Regions from separate parts of the Drosophila melanogaster genome. Here region 1 is linked to region 2. Evidence: chromatin contacts called from public Hi-C data. All regions are on one chromosome and are shown on one strand. The core of a region is the stretch at or near the end of the contact, and the rest is flanking DNA. Distances in the headings are between cores, read along the strand shown.

What was found. A called contact is a pair of places that touch in the nucleus more often than the background predicts.
Region 1: a Hi-C map of the Kc167 cell line shows a contact between it and region 2, with 4 times the contacts expected there. A contact is called at or near these places in 7 of 107 Hi-C or Micro-C datasets (the Kc167 cell line, the S2 cell line, embryo and 3 more).

Annotation. Positions count from the first base shown.
Region 1 is chr3L:9,622,913-9,625,905 of dm6, reverse strand. CG3335 reads right to left here and starts at 1,669. Exons shown (of 4, transcript NM_140080.2): 1 at 1,534-1,669; 2 at 1-1,481. The coding sequence starts at 1,569. It overlaps LanB2 (Laminin B2), which reads right to left. Exons shown (of 10, transcript NM_079282.2): 9 at 2,789-2,993; 10 at 1,926-2,727. The coding sequence ends at 2,516.
Region 2 is chr3L:6,741,618-6,744,621 of dm6, reverse strand. It overlaps dikar (dikar,), which reads left to right and starts at 1,458. Exons shown (of 10, transcript NM_001274552.1): 1 at 1,458-1,596; 2 at 2,573-2,707; 3 at 2,832-2,920; 4 at 2,983-3,004. The coding sequence starts at 2,680. It overlaps velo (veloren), which reads left to right. Exons shown (of 9, transcript NM_206286.2): 9 at 1-196.

The DNA.
Region 1 (2,993 bases), core at 420-2,919, 2.9 Mb before region 2:
GTGTCCAGGATGCGTTCCTTTGAGGTCTTGAATTGCTTGGCGAGAATTTCTGCAACAGCATTGGCACCCAGAAACAATGTGTTCCAGCCAATTGGTTTTTGGGCGTTCTTCTTGAGTTTCAAGGCCTTCTTTTCTTTGAATGACAGACTGGCATCGTTTTCATCCAAATCCTCTTTCGGATTCTTTTCGATGTCCTTGCTGGGCAGAAGGTGCAAGAGACGGCCATGGAAATCAGTGCCATCGAGGGTATTAAAAGCCTTTAATGCGTGCTCCGGCATCATGTACGTAACTGTACCAAAGCCCTTGATTTTTCGCGTTAGCTTGTCGAGGGGCAAGTTAACCTCCACCACGGGACCGAACTGCTCGAAAAGCTTGCGCAGATCCTCTTCGGTAGTAGTGTATGCTAGATTACGAAAGAATATCCTCCCGGACTCGGAGATGTCATCTTCTTTGGATAAACTGTCCTGCTGATGCTTCCACTTCGCATTGCCCGCATCGACGGCGGCTGGTGCCAATGGTTGTCCACTCTTGCTCGCTTTGGTCACCTTGTTCTTCTCTGTAAAGTCGGAGAAGAATACTTGCTTGCCCTTGATGAAACTCTTGTTTTTAAGCATTCCCTTGGCCATGTCTTTCTCAGTTTTAAAACCCACGTAGCAGAAGCCGTGAACTTTGCTGGGCAGCCGAACGGAGTACGGTTTCAGGGGCTTGAAAAACTTTAGCACCTCCTGGCGCTTGGTGTTGTATGGTACATTGTGTATTTTAATGGTGAACAGCTCCAAATTTGATTTATCCGCCTTGGCTTTGGGTTTCTTTGCAGTAGCTTCGCCGGATGTGGTTGCCATCAGGGATTTCATATACTCAAGATCGCTGATGGGCTTTTCGGCCAGTTTATCGGTGTCTTCTTCCTCATCTGCCTCATCGCCTGAGCCATCCTCATCTCCTGCATCTGCATCCACTCCACTGTCATCTCTGGCAGCTCGAGATTCTTCCTGTTCCTCATCATCCTCTTCTTCGTTCTCCCGATTTTTATTTATACCCAAATCGTTTCCCCACAGCGTTCGCGACTTGTCATGCGCCTCTAGAAACTCTTGGAATTCCGGATCGTCTTTGTGTCTGCTCAAAATTTGGTCCACCTTGTCAACTTTATCTTTCTTCTTCTTTTTCTCAGACTCCTTAGCCTTGGCAGCCGCCTCCCTTTCCTTCTCCTTCAATTTGTCTAGGTTCTTCTTGCTGTCCTTGGCGTACTTGCTCCAAGATTGTGGCTTATCTTCGCTGCCCAAGGCAGCACAGGATTCGACGCGCACCCGGCTGGTCTGAATGCATGTGTTGTCAAAGTGCCGGATGGCCGATTGGGCCTCCTCCTCGGTGCTGTAACCCACGAAGCAAAATTGCCGAAACTTTCCATCGGGCGTGTATTTTAGTTGCAGATCCGTAATCGTGCCCTGGGCACCAAAAATCTGACGCAGTTTGTCTTCGGTGATCTACAATTTCAGTTTAAGTAGATGCTTTTTTTTAACAAGTCTACATACTCACATGCTTGGGCAGCTGTTTGACTATAATTCGTGACATCTTTTGTGGCTAATTTGTCGGTCTGCAGCTAAAAACTCATTTAAGAAAACTTTTGTTTACAAACAAATTGAAACAACACGTGCATTAGATATGCAAAACGAGCGATAGTAGCATCAGTAGTATCGAAAGTCGAAATTTGTATACTATCGAAAAGTCTATCGTTTCATCGACTCTACTTTACGTTACATTTTACATGTAGATATTCAAATTTATATATTTTTTAAGTTGTGTTTCGATTATAATGGGTGATGGCAAATCAAAGCTGAATGAAAAAGTAAAATAACCTCGACTTCAAAACGTCACTTCGCTTGAGCATCCTTATATTTCCCCAGTTCAAGTTTAAAGGGTGGATTTTTACAAACTTACAACGTTGGAAAAGTTATATTTTGAAAGGAAACTCTTTAAGCGACTTATACACAAAGATACATGGTAATTGTATTGGCACATTAAACGTAGATGACAAATATGTTAATATATAAGTGTTTAGAATAGACTTCAGGTGGAGCTACGGTAGAGATATAGATATGCGATTGGATTGTCGGATTGTGGGAGTACAAGGTCTTGTGTGTTTCGTTTAGTGTCTCATTTTTAACATATAATACAGTCCGTTGCTGGCTTGAAACTGGTGAAGCACAGTTGGCAGTTGATTCTCGATGTGGCCATCATCCATCCTCTTGTATCCGTTGTATCATTATAGTATATGGCATACAGTAGGCGAACGATGATGCGTTAAAGCTTAACGTTGCTCAGTTGGTCTCCTTTGTGGATCCTTGGATCCTTGGGCTGGGTCACTAAACAGAATATTTCGGCTAAGGCACTAAAATTACATAATTTCATTCAACGTCTACGTTCTATCATAAATCTGATTTGTTCGTCTCGTCTCAGATCTTCGTTCTTAGTTAAAATTGAAGTAGTTGTTATGGGAAGTGGGGTTGTTCGCAGAGCTCTAGGGTTCCAGGCGATTGCGACTGAAGCAGCTATCGGGGAGAGCCTTGGAAATAAGTCCAATATTCTGGACTTCATCCTTGAGCTCCCTCAGCTCGGCATCGTACTTGTCGATCAGATTCTTCTGAATGGTGCGCTGTTCCCGGTACTTTTCGATGCGTCCCGTCAGGTTGACGCGATTGATCTCACCCTCCACAGTGGCCAAACGATTCTCTGCGAGATTAATTAGATTACTCATAAGTAAATTCAGATTAGAGAGGTTTCTGTTTCTTACCCAATCTATCCAAATCGCCCGTGTTGATGTCCTTCAGATTCTCCAGCTCATCCTTGATGGCCGTCAGGTCGGCATTGGCCTTCTCGATCTGCTTCTGGGCCTCCTGGGTATCGGCCTTGGCCTGACCCACCTTTCGCTTGGCGTCGTCCACCAGATTGTCGTCCTTGGTCGAGCTCTCCTCCAGCTTGAAGATGTCCATTTCGGT
Region 2 (3,004 bases), core at 209-2,708:
CCTGCGAGCTCGCGATCCGGATGCGCACATGCCCCACCTGCCTGCGCTGCTCCAGTTGCCACAGCTGCGGCACCACCTGTAAATACGCCATTACATTACATCGGTTATTCAATTCTATGTATCTAAACGTTTGACTCTAAAAAACTACACTAAACTAAAACTATAAATAAAGACTAAATTACTATGTATGAAATACAAGAAACTGGTGTTTGGACTTTTTAAGCGAGTATTAATGGGAAAAGTGAGAAAGTTGTTATAGTTTTTGGAAAGTCATTTGAAATGGAGTCATTTGTTTAAAAATAAATTCACAATAATTTGGTTTAATTCCTGAATTAATTTGCAATTTCAATGATCTTGAAATAACTTATTAATTTCGAACAGCTAAATTTATATGTATAACAAAAATAAGGGTTTTATTATATTACAGTAGTGCGTTACTTGTTTGTTCTTGGGGAGGCTTTCCCAGCACCACTTTATTTTACAACAAATTTCGTGGTCGCCCTTGCCCAAACCAGTTTCGCATGCCTCGCCATGTAGGCTAGAATCGCCATGTAGATGGCACCTACATGGTGGGACTCCCCGAGGCACGTTGTTGAACAGAATGCAATTTCGGCCGAAATTCGTATAAATTAGCTTGCAGACTTTTGCAAACATTGCATGCGCGCTCAACTTGAATTGCAGCTTTGGATGGTTTTGCATAATTTTGGTTAATCTTTAATTGATAGCCCCCCAACCCGCGATTTATGCCATGTAGTTACTTTAGAACATACATGACGACCTACATGGTGACTGGCACGCACACACCCGCACTTGTGCGTGTGAAGCAACAACACACACTAGCACGCCGCCATGTAGTTAACGGCGGAAAAGTTAGGTTAGACTCACAGCTGCTCTCGCAAAGGAGGGGTGGGAAGGCAAGAAAAAAAGACTGTTGAAGGAGGGGTAGCGGAGAGGCGAATGGCAAGCGAAAAGCGACCGGAAGAAGGAAATCGATCTATCGATAGAATCGGGGAATGTTGTAAATTGCGCATTAATGCTTACAAACTTCTATAGTAAACAAAACAAAACATAATACATGTATTGGCAAGCAGATTATTAAATTATTAAATTATTTTTTTATTAAAATTAAATTATCTTAAAATACTTTTCTTATCTGCAGAATTGTGTTTATGTGGAAAAGCAAGCATATTTAAAATAAAAATGTATTAATCTGATTTTAAAGTTTCATTGAATATATGTTTTACAAACTTAAATACTTTAAATTTAAAACTAAAATACACAATTGAAAACTATTTAATATGAAAAATATGAAAGGTGAACCGTTTTGAAGAAATAAAGTCGATTTACCAATTTAAATCCAAAACAAATATATTAACTATCGTTTAGAGCCACTTTGCCCCGAGTGCCGCATCTCTAGTGAACCATCGATGGCTGGCGTGTTGACGAATTTCAGACCACCACTAGTTATCGAGAGCCACGATAATTTCTTCGCCGCGTTTGCTGCTCGCTGAAGAAAAATAAAATTAACCAGGAGCGCAAAAAAACGCGAATCGCGTATTGTCTGCGCAGATAGCCAGATTAACGGGATCGAAACGGGTAGGCATGCCGTTCAATCAATCGATCGCAGCGAACTGTTTAGTGCGTGCTGCTATTGTTGTGAAATAATTAATAATATTTTATGGCAGATGGAGCCCCTCTGCGTACAACTATGTGTGTGTGTGCCCTGGCATCCGAGTGTGTGCGTGCGTGTGTGTGGAAAAAGAAATTGAGGGGGAAAAAGCAGAAAGAAAAGATGACTGGGAAATGGGCGTCTCTAAAGTTAAATGACATTTTCACACGTAACTGAAAAATATATATACGTGTATTAATAAAAATAAATACACACTGCCCAGCAGGCAAAAAACGGAGGCGGAGAAAAGCCGTCGGTCGTCAGCCGCCGCGCGCATGCTCCACAAAATTGGAAGTTAAATAAACTGCTATGTACGCCAACTAAATCTGCGCACCATAACCTTTCATCGCGTGCAATTTGCGGTGAAAAGCGGAAAAAAACCAACTGCCCAAAAGCCGTGTAAATTGCACATTATAATTGCAAAATAATCGAGTGCAGTGTAGTCAAAATAGTAGTGCCCATTCGCGGGAGCGGGACGGCATGCAAACGTGAAAAAGTGAGCGGTTCGGCTATTGGCTCAATGTACTGGTGCCGTCCCGCTTTGACGCACGCCTTGGCCGCTTGTCGGCTGTCTGTTTTGATTTTCTCTTCGTGAAAATAAGCGCGCGTACTTTCTTTTGACCTACCGTCCACCCACTCGACCCTTCCCACTCCCATCCCCATCCCCTGCGCTGCCCAGACCCTTGCGTGCATCGGAATGTTTGATAAGTGATAAAGCCAGATGTTTGTGTATATATCGCCGCCAAGTGTCCCAACACACACACACATGTTGCACACATTTTTTTTGTCTGAATTCTGCGCTCGCTCTTTTTGCCGCCTTTTGACTTTCGGTCGTGTAATTTGAGCCTAATTCGTTAACGCCTGACCACATACGTTATATATACATATATATTATATACGCAGCCCGACTTCCACACCAGAGAGCTACTAAAGAGGCCCAGGAATTGTTCTTACTGACATCTATAAAATCCCGCAGAGGAGCAACGTTTCCAATAAGCAAGCATACATAAATGGTTTCTACTTTCATTGGATTATTAGGTGAGCAATAAATTTACCAAATCAGTTCCTACTTAACAAAACCAATATAATAGTGGAAATATATACAACAAGAGTCGCAAGTTACCGAAAAATTTGCTAAATCACATTGTTTTTCTCTTCGCAGACATTCAATCATGGTGGGAGATACCGTGTATTTCGCATTTCTGTTCATTGTTTAGTTCTGCCTTTGATCTGCCCGACATCGACATCGAGGTGAGTAACTGATAAACACCTTCTAAAGAGAATCAATCATAAAAAACGCACTGCATCCACAGGACCTCGAATCGGCGCTGCTCT